Regions from separate parts of the Mus musculus genome. Here region 2 is linked to region 1. Evidence: chromatin contacts called from public promoter capture Hi-C data. All regions are on one chromosome and are shown on one strand. Each heading gives the region's core, a stretch centred on a gene start, on an enhancer-like site or on the middle of the called end of the contact. The rest is flanking DNA. Distances are from core to core; before and after follow the strand shown.

What was found. Capture Hi-C pulls out chosen DNA fragments and counts their contacts.
Region 2: a promoter capture Hi-C map of adipose tissue shows a contact between it and region 1, with 2.8 times the contacts expected there. The contact joins two enhancer-like sites. A contact is called at or near these places in 2 of 9 other capture datasets (adipose tissue and embryonic stem cells).

Annotation. Positions count from the first base shown.
Region 1 is chr10:24,806,564-24,813,691 of GRCm38.p6, reverse strand. It overlaps Enpp3 (ectonucleotide pyrophosphatase/phosphodiesterase 3), which reads left to right. Exons shown (of 25, transcript NM_134005.2): 7 at 3,759-3,838; 8 at 5,495-5,614; 9 at 6,137-6,246. Among named protein-coding and RNA genes, the nearest start is that of Enpp3, 26 kb to the left of the region's middle. Within about 2 kb of position 2,916, at least 14 of the 459 cell types and tissues checked have an H3K27ac peak or open chromatin away from gene starts, as enhancers often do. A contact at or near this core is called in adipose tissue, where this site is marked.
Region 2 is chr10:25,506,946-25,514,073 of GRCm38.p6, reverse strand. Epb41l2 (erythrocyte membrane protein band 4.1 like 2) reads right to left here. Exons shown (of 20, transcript NM_001199265.1): 18 at 6,217-6,297; 19 at 993-1,101. The coding sequence ends at 994. Among named protein-coding and RNA genes, the nearest start is that of Smlr1, 26 kb to the left of the region's middle. Within about 2 kb of position 3,308, at least 13 of the 459 cell types and tissues checked have an H3K27ac peak or open chromatin away from gene starts, as enhancers often do. A contact at or near this core is called in adipose tissue, where this site is marked.

The DNA.
Region 1 (7,128 bases), core at 1,667-4,166:
ATGAGCCTCTTTGCAATAGCTATTTTTAGCTCTCTATTAGAGAAATCATACTTTACTGCTTAATTAAGGCAAGCTTCTGAAAATTTGTCTTGTTCCTTTCTTTTGAACTTGTTTTCTTGTTGCCTTCATTGTTCCTTTACTAATTATAGACTATATTCAGCTCTATTATTAGACAAGACAGTCACTTCTCTTAGTCACGCTATATTGGTTTGTAATAGAAAGTTACCAATCAGCCTGATTATATACTATATAAGCTAGAGGTCTCTCAATCTCATAGTAGGTTCAACTTTTTTCTTTGTTCTTAGGGGATGTGCAGGTATGAAATATATGTCAGATCTCATCCAAGCAAGCAAGACCAAAGCACAGTTTCATCATCAGTAGACGGTTTTAACTCTTTCTGACCCCAGAGAAGTCAGTTGGAATCGTGAGCTCCACTTGTTCTGATGATGGAGAGGCAGCATGCTAATTCGTATAATAGATACATCTTTTAGCTTACATACTCCGTTGTCAGCTTGATGAGATTTAGAACCATCTGGGAGCTGGGACTTTAGGGATGCTTCTGGGGGATTTGTCTTGATCAAGTGGCAAGACCTATACAGAATGGTAGGACCATTCCCCGAGGTAGAATCCTGAATGGTGTGAAAAGAAAAAACCCAGAGAAGGAAAGGCAGTCATTGTCCTCTGTTTTTTAACTTTGAATTCAATGTGACCAAGTACCTGAAACTCTTGTGGCTTTGAATTTCCTACAACAAAGGACTGTGAGCCAAAATAAATCCCCTTTCCTTTAAGCTGCTTTTGTTAGGTTTATTATTTCCTTCTCATGAAAAGTAACTTAGACAGTGGACAGCTCAGAGGCCATTCTTCTGCAGAAACCCTGAAAAGACGGGGGATTAGATGTAATCCAGGGAAGTCTCTGGACTGGGGTCCACTCCTTACTCACACTGAGCTTAGTCAACATGAGGAACTGGGTGAATGTGCACAGACTAGTTCATCCTTCTTACTTTCTTTGATTCCTGGGGAATTAGAATATGCTGGGTCACCCCAGCTCTTCAAAACCGGCGAGAGAAAAACTTGCCACTTGGAGTTTAGCTGGGAAGTTTGGCCATTAGAAGGATGTTCTAATTCTCTTTCCCCCCTGAGGAAAGCTGGAACCTCGAGGTTCCCAGAGGATCTCGTGGGATACAGAACCATGCTGTTTGAGAGGGGACTGTGGCAGTTACCATGTGGCTGTGCCTGTCTTTTGGAGCCTCTGAGGACGGTTCTGGAGTTCCCACGGAAGGGACTGATGCATGTGTTGCTACTGAATGGCTGCACTTGTGGGACGAAGAGCAACACGGCTTCCTCCTCCTTCAGCTTCCTAGCATCAACCTCTCTTTAATCTATTCTCTGTGTGTAACGAGTTTAGGCACGCAACTTGCAATTAGTGGGAGGATCAACACCGCCCCCCCCCACATACACACTTTCCGGGTTCCACTGAATTCTGGATATAAAACAGGTTAGCCATTTGACGAGTCTTCTCGGAAGGTACAAGCAAGGTTTGTAAACAATCAAAAGGCACGTCTCCAGTCTGTGGCTATTGCTGAACTGTTTGTATGTTGTCACTCTGTGGCAAGGTCTTGTTCATATTTTATTAGGATTGCTTTGAAGCTCATATCTGTCCTTATGGTTGTAGAGGCTGTAAGCCTGCTTATGCATTCTTATCCTGTTTGCATTTTTGGATTATGTTTGTTTAGCATTTTCTTTCCTTTCTTGAGTGTTTGTACATGCACATGAATACGTGTGCTCTTATATGTAGAAGCCAGAAGCTGATACCAGGTACTCTCCTCAATCAATTTATTTGGAGTACATCAGTTCACCAAGACAAGCTGGCAGGTGACCTCTCAAAGATCTGCCCATCTTGGCCTCCCGAGTCTAGGTTTAAAGATGCATACCACCATGCCCTGCTTTTTATGTGGGTGTTAGAGATCCAAACTTGCTTTCTCAACTTCACGAAGCTAACTGAGCCATCTGCCCTAGATTTTTGTTTCTCTGAAAATGTTTTTTTTCTATAAATTATGTTACAAAATTAATATTTTCTAGGCAACGTTTTGTAGTCAAAACAAAACCTTGTCCTGATAGCCTTCCTTTTCCTACAGAAGCAAGCCATCATGTCTGGCTAGAGGCTTTCTGTTGGATCTAGGTTAAATTTAAGTTTCTATTTAGATTCAGAAGAAACACACTGCAGGGAGGCCATGCTTTCTGCAGGCTGTCCTCTAGTGTCCTGGCTAAGTCACAGGACACAAAGCAATAGACGAGTCTGAGGACAGTTTCAGGTGGGTCCTGATTAGGGCATTACATACCTAGGGCGGGGCTGCTCAGTTACACTTCATTAATACCCAGTTTCTTCCGGCATTTGCAAACTTGAGTCCTCCCACCCATTTTCTAAGGAAATAAAAACAGAAACTGACTCTATATTTCCTGTTCATTTTTTTTTCTCCCATGTCATTCTTTAAATGGTGAAAGTAGATTAAATCTCATTTTATTTTATCATAGAACTTCATGGTAATTTGAGTTTATAACGTCCAAAGCAGAAGAAACCTCCACCTCCCCTCTTTGCATCGAGGGCTGTACACAGCGGACTCAAGATGGATTTCCAGCAGAGTCTGATGGGGGACACTTCTGAATCTTATTAAAAACAAACCATGGCTGGGAAGTTGAGCAAACTCAAGGCTGTTTGGGAGAGCGTTGTTTTCAGCTGCAGAGCGTGTGACATTTTGGCCCTTGACCAATTTCACGTTGTGTTTTAACTTAGATGGAATCTATAATGGGAGAGTGGGCTTTGAGAATTCGAGGTCGTGAGACCTGGGTGTGGAAACACTCCTCGCCTTAACGCTGCACAGGAAATGGCAGTGTGCTCCAGCAGGTCTGACCTCCTCTCCTGGGGTTACTGCTCACACCGAAAACAGAAGAACAATGGGAGCACAATTAATGCCACACTTTGTGAAAAACACCTAACAGGAAGCGTCAATAGATGGAAACTGACCCAAAAATAACAAGCTGCAGCGTGAACTTTGAGAATTTTACCAGGTGGCGCTTTTTTTTTTCCGCCGTTTTTGCAGTTGTACACTTCAAATGCTTTTTCAGCCTCGGAGGAGAGTTGACTGGTGACTTCTGTTATGCTCAATATTTTAAATGTAGGAACTGCAGCTGAGAGCCAAATTCTGGGTAGAAATTGTTACTGTAACTATCAGACACATAAAGCGAGGAACCAAGAGAAAGCACTGCCAGTAGTGTGTATTTCAGGGTATTTTTATCTTAAAGGTCAGCAAGTTGGGGCTCCTCAGCCAACTCTGCCTTTAATGCATTTGACTCCATATATGCTAAGAACTGGATTGTTTTTAACGATTTAAAAGAGAAGAAGAAAAATCTTGTGGCATGTAAAAGTTGAATTTTGATGTCTACCGGTAACATTTATTGTATCTCAGTGAGTTTCCTTGTGTATGGATTGGCTCACCTGTGGTGCATTCCCGAAAAGAATAGAATTTGAGTTGCTACAGCAGAAACCACATGGCCTTGCAAAGTTTAACATCGATGCCTCCTGACTCTTCCCAGAAAAAAAAAAAAAAAGCCCATTTGACTCCCAGAAATGGACAAAGTTTCAGGGTCAGAATTCCACCCTCTTTCCATGTCTAACCCCTTTTTTAGTTTCTGGAAAACATGCTGGTATTTAGTTATCCACAATAAACACCTGCCTAATGTCTTACTCTATTGCCTTACAGAAACATGTGGAATCCATTCTAAATATATGAGAGCTATGTATCCCACCAAAACCTTCCCAAATCATTATACCATTGTCACGGTAAGTGCTTGGATCAGTGGAAAATTGACAGGCCACAGGCAGGGAATTGACTGCACTACACAGATAGGGACACATTGAGCAAGAACTGGGCAAGCTTGTGCTACACACTTCATAAGTGCACCACTGAATCCAGGCTAGAAAGGCATGGCTCGGTGTTCTCTATCCATTGACCACACACACCTCACATTAGGCTAACTCACCTTTGTGAGGCCACAGAAATCTGTGAGATGTGAGAAACACCTTTCTCCTGGATCTTTTCACTGCTCTTTCCTTAACTGGAAGTCAGCTGGAAGTGTGGCACTCTGTAAGCACTGATACTTACATGTGGAAAATTCTAGACACAAATATCTATCTATCTATCTATCTATCTATCTATCTATCTATCTATCTATCTATTATCTATCAATCTATTTGCTAGTTTTACTTGATGAAATTTTGTTTCATAAGTGGACTCATTCTAGTGACTTTAAAAAAAAGATAAGACAACCAAAGCAAATAGATTCTCCTCATTAAATGAAAAAACATGGGTAGCAAGCAGGTAATTAAGTATGCAAGAGATGTTAGCTTTTTTGTGTTACACAGTATGTTAGTTATTTTGCTCATTGCTAGAACAACATAGCAGACAGAAAGCCATTTAAGCATGAAGCACTCTGCTCATTCTGGAGTACAGTGTGAAGGGATCCATCCTGACACAGTGGATGGCGCGGCAGCAGGAGCTAGAGGCTGCTTGGTCGTGCTCACGCGTACTCAGGAAGTAGAGAGAAAACAGGAAGTAGGACAGGGGTATAAAATTCCAAGGCCTGGCGAGATGGTCAGCTGGTCAAGGTGCTTGACACGGGCCTGAGAACAGGAGTTCTGTGTTCAGGACTCACATAGTGAAAGGAGAGAAATGACTCTTCAAAGTTGCCCTCTGACCTCCCTGTGTTTCCCTTACGTAGCATGTACATAACCCACAGCACACATGCACATGCACAGGCACAGAAAGTAAATATATAAACACACCTCCTGTCCAGGCCTGTACTGGTGACCTATATCCCCCTTCTTCCATCGAGGCTTTACCTTCTAAAGCAGTGGCTCTAAGGCTGTGGTTTGCAACCCCCTTGGGATCACATATCAAGTATCCTGCATATCAGATACTTAACATTACGATTCGTAACAGTGGCAGAATTACAGTTCTGAAGTAGCAATGAAATAATTTTGAGGTTGGCAGTCACCACAACAGGAGGAACTGTAGTCAAGGGTTACAGCATTAGGATGGTTGAGAACCACTGATCTAAAGGTTCTACCCTCTCCCAGAATAGTACTTTCAACCAGGAACCAAGTGTCAAACCAACTGAACCTCTGGGGGACATTTAACAGTGTAAGCACCAGGAGCCAAGTGTCAAAACAACCGAGCCTCTGGGGGACATTTAACAGTGTAACAGTTAAACATTTAACAGTGAAGTCAGAACGAACCATCTGCTGCTAGCTGCAGCTGAGGCCAAGAGACATGGAGGGTAAGAAGCTGCGTCTTCCTGACACTTTAGTTTCAGATCTGTTCCATTGAAAAGTGTACCGTTCTTCCTAGGTGTGAGTAGAGATCTGTCGCTATTGCAGTCTGCCTATCGTTTACTAAAGCATACTTCATAATCTTATTTTTGTGATTAAAAATTATAGGGTTTGTATCCGGAGTCACACGGCATCATTGACAACAACATGTATGACGTGCACCTCAACAAGAATTTTTCCCTTTCTTCAGTGGAGAAAAGCAATCCCGCCTGGTGGAGCGGGCAGCCGGTATGTACCAGTCTCACTCTCCTGGCCTTCTGGCCTCCTGGCCTCCTGGCCTCTGCTTTCATGAACAATGGCTCGGTGTTCTCAGTCTACTCGAGTTTCTCGCCATTCATGTAGTTTCTAATGGCTGAAGATGTGAAGATTTTACCACTATTTATTTATTATAATGGTTTGATTTTTTTTTTTTAAATTTATGGCTGCTTACTGAGGTGGTTTTGTGTTGACATTTGGTCTTGTATCATCAACTGACCCATATTCAACTTTGCTCAAAAAGATAGCTAATTTCCCCCATACTGTTCTGCAATTCCTTCAAAGGTGAAGAAGTACGCGCACGATTCTATCGATGTGGGAGAAATAATGAACTGTTACTACCTTACTCCATGTTCTATTGTTGAGGAGATTGACCAATCATACATTTTAATTTACTGTAAAAACAAGAACAAATTCTCAGTCAAAATAGTTGTTAGCAGGAGGTTATAGTGTTCATTCTTAAACAATTATCCTGTTGTCTTTCACTCTTTATAGATTTGGCTAACGGCAATGTATCAAGGTTTAAAAGCTGCTTGCTACTACTGGCCGGGATCAGATGTGGCTGTCAATGGCTCCTTCCCTACCATCTACAGGAATTACAGCAAGTAGGCAAAGGGCCTTCCCATAAGGATCTAACTAGGCAGGGATCTGTAGACCGCTTTCCTCATTTATTTGTTTGCCTTAAAGATTGATTTGTGTGTGTGTGTTTGTGTATGTATGTGCATATGTGTGCATGCGTGTGCTTGTGTGTTTGTATCTGTGCAAGTGTGTGTATGTGTGTGTGTGTAGAGGGTCAGTTCTCTTCTATCATACAGGTTCTGGATTCAGCTCAGTGGCAGGCACTGTGTCTGCGGTTGTAGTTTTGTTTTTGTTGCTGTGGTTAAATACCATGACGGAAAGCAACTTACAGGAGAAAGAAAGGTATTTATTTAAGGTTGAACTTCTGGGTTGAAATCTTGTCACTGAGAGATGCCACAGAAGCAGAAGCACGAGACAGCTGATCACATCTAGAGTGAAGAGCTCAGAATGGATGGGTGCCTGTGTGATCACCTGCCTGTTCGTGCTGACCTTGACTTCTCCATACTTAAAGAGTTCAGAAGGCGTGGCCTGGGGACTCTACTCCCCGGCTTGTCAGCCATGCTTTTGACTTTCACAGAAGACGCAGTCTGAGGGTTTTGGGTTTTTTTGTTTTGTTTTTTGTTTGTTTGTTTTGTTTTGTTTTGTTTTTGAGACAGGGTTTCTCTGTGTAGCTTTGGCTATTCTAGGACTTGATCTGTAGACCAGGCTGACCATGAACTCATAGAGATTTGCCTGCCTCTGGCTCCAGAGTATTGAGATTAAATGTGTGTCCACTACTGCCTGGCCTGAAAATCTTTTTTTACAGCTTTAGTCTGCACTTTCATCTATCTGTATTACTAAGGCCCCTGTCTCCCCAACTTTCTGTTTCTTTTCTCCTGTGATCTATTCTCAATCATCAGTCAAAAGGT
Region 2 (7,128 bases), core at 2,059-4,558, 700 kb before region 1:
GCCCTCCCCTTCCCTGGCTGCTTTTCATCATGCTGTTTCATCACAGCAACACAAACAACTGAGCATTTGCAGGCCCTAGTTTGTCCTCCAACATTGCAGGCAAGAAGTCCCAGGGGTGGAACTGAGGCTGTCCATCTGGAAAATGAGTCCCAGGGACGGAACTGAGGTTGTCTAGCTGGAAGCAAGAGCTTTTACTTGCTGGGCCATCTCACTGCCCTCATTAAATTCTCAAAGGTAGTTTAAAGATAGGTAACTATAATGTAAATACTTTGAGATAGGTTTTTCCAAATTGTCTTCTAAGAAATAAAATATATAGTATGTAACTATGGTTTCTTCTCACAATCTCCAAGCAGTGATTAAAACATACATTTTTACCACATGGGTAAAAAATGTTATACTAGATGTATAATTTTTAATGATTTAAGCAAAAGAATAAGGCCAAAGTTTTTTGTTTGTACTTAAGTTTTCAAATGGTTTACCTGTGTGATCATTAGCCTATTTTTCTCCAGAAGTGTTTACATTTTCTTCATAAATTATTAGATTTCCCAGTTTGTTGAGAATATTAGTCCTTTTCTGCTGGTTATATTAAACACCACTTATCACTATTTTCCCCTTTGGTTCAGCTAAAATCTTAAACTTTTAGGCAATACTAGCTTTATGCTCTCTCTATAGCTCACTGTTTGATACATAATGTTTAACATATAGATTTTAAAGACTATAAATCTAGCAGAAAGGTGCCAGCATCGCCCCCAGCAGTCACTGTGACTACTAACTACCAAGTGCACTAGCACACTTGATGGGAGAAGGAGCGTAAGTGCCCACTGCTGGCAGCTTCTTTAGAAGGCCATTGGCACTAGACAGCCAGCCAGAGGTTTGTGCTCGAAGAGAACAACAATGTGGAGAAACTCATCCGGTGAAGACACTGATGGAGAACTGCACAAACAGGGACACAGGGCAGCCAGGCAAGGCTGCGGATGGCCAGGCTCACTTACCTTATTCTTCTCCTTCCTCCGCCAACTCTGTTTCTTTGTGCACTACCACCCTTGTGACCGACATATCAGGGTGCTGCTCTCTCGCTTCCCGTATGGCCTGAGCCAGCGCCTACCAGGGTCAGAAGAACAAGCAACTATGAGCTGAGTATTTGGCTCCACACAAAGATGGCAGAATACACGCAACTTCATCAACCAGACACAAGCTCCAGCAATCTGTTCTTGTGCCTTCCTTTACAGTAACAGGGCTGTTTGAATTGGGGTCGTGGCAAAGAATACCTGCTGTTCTGCACTTCCTGTCCTTCCTGTGCACCTCAGCAGGGTGATGCATGGAGGAGAGCTCGCTGGCTTTGAAGCCCGTTCTCACCTGGAACTGGGTGCACTCACTGTACTATACTGAGTTTTGGCTTGCACGCACATTAGGAGAACATAAGTTTTCTCTGAGCCTTATATAACTTTTACCTGGAAGTGCAGACTAAGGCAATAAAGAATATTTTGAGGTTTGCTGTATGAACGTAAATGATGTCAACCAAAAGTGTAGTGCCTTATATGAACATTCAAGTATAGCCACCATACAGACAGCTGGGAACTCCAAGACATGGGAGCAGGCCTCCTAGTCTTTGCTATCTAATTTTAAACATTAACAGAAAAAAACACCTATAAACCTATAGGAGACAGAAAAAAGAACAGCAATAACAATAGAAGCCATCACTAAGACAAAGAGCAGATGGACCTTGCAGGCCCTTTTCTGCAGCTGAAGACTCAAACAGGCAGCCACCATCAGCAGCAAGTGAAGAGCATCCAGTGTCAAAAGCACGGCTTCATGGTCTCTTCCACCGACAAGGTAGGGATTAAAAATACCTCTGTCTCATCAGAGAGCAAACTATGTAACATGGAAAGACCCTATTTTTGAGAGACATATCTTTCTTAATTATTGCCAATTTTATTTGTAAAGAAGGTTTGGAGGAAAAATAAAGAAAACAAAACCATACAAGAACAAAGTCTTGGAAAGAATTCTAAATGGGAGGAAAAATCCTTTAAGGTACAGGTCTTCTCACTGTTTAAGGAAACCAGGTAGTTGGAAACAGCAAAACGCAGCGCAGTGTTTCTTTTCCCCGGGGGCCTGTCTGTGGAGACAAATGCATTGCCGGATCACAGTACAGCTTCTCTCTGATGCAAGGCTATGGAGCACACCTTGAAGCTTTGCTCATTAAACCAGGTACAGCTAATAAGCACAGGGGAAGACTAAGAGCCATAATCAATACCTGACGCCTGAATGTGCATGGGTATTTTTGCCTGCATGTTTGCCTGTATACCCATGTATGCTGGTGTCGTTGGAAGCCAGACAGAGTGTATGGTCTCCTAGACCGAGTTATAAAAAGTGATGATCCACCAGATGGGCACTGAGAAGCAAGCTCAGGTCCTCTGGAAGAAAAGCCAGCATCCTGTAACCGTTGAGCCACCTCTTCAGCCCATATCTTAAATTATGGCTGTAACCCTTTCATTCCATATCAACTCAAGAAGCTAAATGCAACAACATGTATTATGGCAATAATAAAGATCATGAGAAAATATCACTGTCAAAATCACAGGAAAAAACTGTGAGCATGAGTCTCAGTAGAGTCAGTTAGTTTTGAACTTCATGGGTTCCGTCTAATCTAGTCTCCTGAGAGCGGACCTTGAACAACAGGCCGCACCACTGCACCAGACTGAGAACTGTTGTATTAGGAAGAAATGTGCTCAGAAGAGAAACAACAGGTTGTTTACTCCCAGAATGGAGCAGGATTCATGCCCAGCACAGAAGGAAGAGCTGCTGAGCTGGACCCTAAGAGAGCACGCCTCGCAGACATACCAACGTGAGGAGGTGTTTCTCTTTGTGTGTAGCTCATAGAAAGGAATAGCCTAAGATTCCTCTGAACACAAGGAAGGGGATGTAGAAAACGTGTGAATGACCACCCAGGGTCACTATGTAATCAGCATCATTGTTTGGCAAGAAAGCCATTTTCATTTAAGCTTACATAGCTTTAAGGAGGATGTGAACGTGCCGCAGGCTCCTGGTGGGGAGTGTCCGGGTCGGACCTCACTTTAGCAGAGCTGAGGCCTGGGAGAAGCCCGGTCTCACAGGCAGGTAAGCCTGCCGAGTCATCTACATTGGGGTTGTGTTATTTTCCTACCCATATGCTTCACATTTGTTATATTCACCTTTCACAAGCAATGCTACATAAACACGAGTTTTCAAGGCGAACAGGCTATAAAAGGTGAAACACAGAACTGAACCCAGCACTGCTCAGCTGGGAAAGTCCTTACAAAGCATGGGAAGGCCTGCACTTTGGGGAGAGTTAAAGAAACGATGGCTGGGAACATTCACACTCTCCTGCTTAGAATGCTGAAGGAACTTAGCAAACAGCTCTTGAGCAAGAAGCCCAGAGGGAAATAAGAGTCAGGCAAGCACCACCTCCAGTTCAGGGGTGTCCAGATTCCAGAGGACAACAGTGGACCGCGCACCGCTGACAGTCTGGGAGACTGGGAGCCTCACTTCCAAGACAAGGTTCTTGTCCACGATGAGTGTACTAGGCAGCTCCTAGAAACCCCTCACACTAAGTTCACACTGAGCGCCCACAACAACTTTATCTCTAACCCTCAGAAACCAAAACCAAAACAAACCAACAAGCAAACGAATCCCCGTAAATTATGGAACATGTAATTAAAATACCATGCTTACAAACATCACACACAGAGCCTTTCTCAAGCACGCAGTTCTTATATCTAACAGTGGCCTTCTTGGAGACCATGCTGTGTTCAAAGCTTTGTCTACCATTTGTTCCTCTTCTCCAGCAGAAGCAATCCACTAAACACTTCTTTTCCTTTCTTCAAGTTGTGAAACAACAACAACACCCCCCAAAAACCTTGTTCTCCTTTTTAAAAATCATTTAAAAAAAAAAAGAAAGAAAGAAAAGCCAGAGAGCTAGAAAGACAAGAAAGGAAGAAAAGGAAGGAAGGAAGGGAGGGAAGAGGAAGGAGGAAGAGAAAGAGGAGGAGGAAGGCAGCAAACAACTCTTCTCATCATTTGGGACTACAGTCTAAAATCAAGCATCAAGCAGCTCATTATTACCTCTTTATAACTGTTATAACAAGCACTGCACTTATATAAACAAACAAACAAACAAATAAATAGAATCAATATACATTTTCTTTTTTTATTTTATTTTTTACTTTATTCAACACAATATATATTTTATACCAATCATAAAAATGATGGACATGTTATTAAATGAACATAAATAGGTAAAGTCTTCTTGCTTGTTTATTTGTTTTGTTTTGTTTTGTTTTTAGTAGAGTTTAAAATCTTGGCTCTTAACTGTGGTACAAACACAAAATAAGGACAATTTTTAGACATTGGAGTTCATTGTAAGAAGGCTGTACTTCAATGTCCCTCACATCACCAAAGGATTTTACCTCCACAGTAGCTAAGCTAAGAGTTGACAGTTCTGCTGCGCCAAGGAATGAATTGTAGGCACGATTATTTGGACACAGATTTCCTGCTATGGACAAAGTTATTTGACTAAAGTGATTGTCATCATTCTCGGACCACAGGGAACAGGTTACATTCATTTAAAAAATGGGGTGTGTATTAAGAAGGTGTATCCATGAAGTCGTTCATCAACTGTTTCAATGAACAGTGGTTCTGCTTGGAGGATGGCACAGACACCTCATTTCAGAAAAAGAGTAAAAAGGGCCAGTAAATATCTTCAACAAAATTATAGAAGAAAACTTCCCCAACATAAAGAAAGAGATGCCCACGAACACACAAGAAGCCTACAGAACTCCAAATAGACTGGACCAGAAAAGAAATTCCTCCCGACACATAATAATCAGAACAACAAATGAACTAAATAAAGATAGAATATTAAAAACAGTAAGGGTAAAAGGTCAAGTAACATATAAAGGCAGACCTATCAGAATTACACCAGACTTCTCACCAGAGACTATGAAAGCTATAAGATCCTGGGCAGATGTTATACAGACCCTAAGAGAACACAAATGCCAGCCCAGGCTACTATACCCAGCAAAAGTCTCAATCACCATAGATGGAGAAAACAAGATATTCCATGACAAAACCAAATTTTCATAATTTCTTTCAACAAATCCAGCCCTACAAAGAATGATAGATGGAAAACACCAACATAAGGAGCAAAACTACACCCTAGAAAAAGCAAGAAAGTAATCAACAAACCCACACAAACATAATTCCACCTCTAACAAAAAATAACAGGAAGGAACAATCGCGTTTCCTTAATATCTCTTAATATGAAAGTTAATATTACTAACATATCCTAAACAATTGAAATTCAAAAATATGAGGAATTAGAAATTTCTTGGCTGTCATCCACTGATCTCTTTAATTTGGTAATGAGAGAAATAGGTCCAATATTGTACAATCTATATACACTTCTTATTTGTATATGAGAGGGTCTTACTGTGTGCCACATAATGGTCTTGAAATCATGCTTCTCCTATCTCAGCCTCTCTATTAGTAGTAGGATTGTTTATGTGATGTTTTTATCCTGTACTATAGTTTTCAGAACAACTAACATATTTCAAAATTATTTATACAGCCAAAAGAAACATAGACAATTAATTTGGGAGGTGGCTTGTAAAAAAAAACAACAGAGTGAGACTGAATGTTTTGCTTGATATTTGTAATTAATGTATCAATTTTGAAGAAGAGGACCTTATTAGTTACTCTTTTTCTGAGATCAATACATTTTCATCTTGAGAGAAATATTAGATAATCTTTTCTTCCCTCTACTACTCCAAATTATAACAGGGAAAAGTCCTTAGTAGTCAATAGCCCAACTTCTTCCTTTGCTTTAAAAATGCCTTGAAAATATTTAACAACTAGGCATGAGAAGTGTTGGTGGCTTTTGCTCTGTTTGATTTTTAGGGACATCAGTAACTGCCATTGTTTTACAACATGTGACGACTTGTCTTTAAACCAGGCCAATGGGAAGCCCTTCCCTGGTCACCAGAAGCCCTCCCTCTCTTGCATGTCATCACAGTGGATGATGAAGAATACAGCATGTTTTGTGCCGATGTACTTGGGACCTCTAGAGGGCGGGACACTCCAGGCTCAGAAGTGTCCTTCCCCTCTAAGGAGGGAACTTGGACGATACCCAGGATGTACCAGGAAGCAACCACACACAGACGTGACAGGAAAGGTGCTTACCTGATCATGATCCAGAGCTGCGTCTCCTGTGATCACAATGCGTTTCTCAATTCGTGTTTCAGAGATCCCACCTTTCACAGTCTAAGGTCAGAAAGAAGACACAATAACTGGAGATGCAAGCAGAGACTAAAGGCCAAGCCCAGCTTCCACCTGTCACCATCTTAAGAGCAGAACACAGAGCAGTGCAAGACTCGGGCTCTAGATCTTGCCTGTGCTGTACTTAATTCAACACAGAGTCCTATTGCTAAAATCATGCAGCATCATACGTGTCCTCTGATTGACAGCAGCCCCCCAAAATACCAACATTCTGATGAGATTAAAATGGAACAGATGCCATTTTAAAATCCAAGTGTTTCCATTGGGGTAATCTACTACATTCCCCATGTTTCTTCCCTGTCAGTTGGCCACCTTGTAAAAAGAATAGTAGAAAGAAGAAAAACCTGTTTGGGATTTGTAGAGCTACAAATACTTTAGGTGGGTTTTACATTTAGGAAATCGTTTGATACTACAGTTTTGATGCTTGATTCCAGTCATACAAATTCATTTCGTGAGTTCATTCAATTTAGAGCAACCAAAAAGAATACTCGCATTTGATTTAAGACAAAGAAAGCAAATGAGATTTTCATTAAAGGTTTGAACTGATGATTGCTTCCATGTGTGGTTGTGCACCGGCTATGCAGAAGACTAGGGTGACCGAGGCCCTGCATGAATGAATGGACTCATGAGGGTTACTGCTCAGGTGCAGCTCAAGAGTACCCGGGGCATGCTGGAGATGCTCTGAGATCTTTGAAACAGAACACAGCCAATACCAGCGTCCTGAGCAGGCACACAGGCAACCTCTACAACCATCAGAATTCACACACCATGTCCCAGCAGTGGCACGTAACTGAGAAGCAATGCTCACCACTAGCT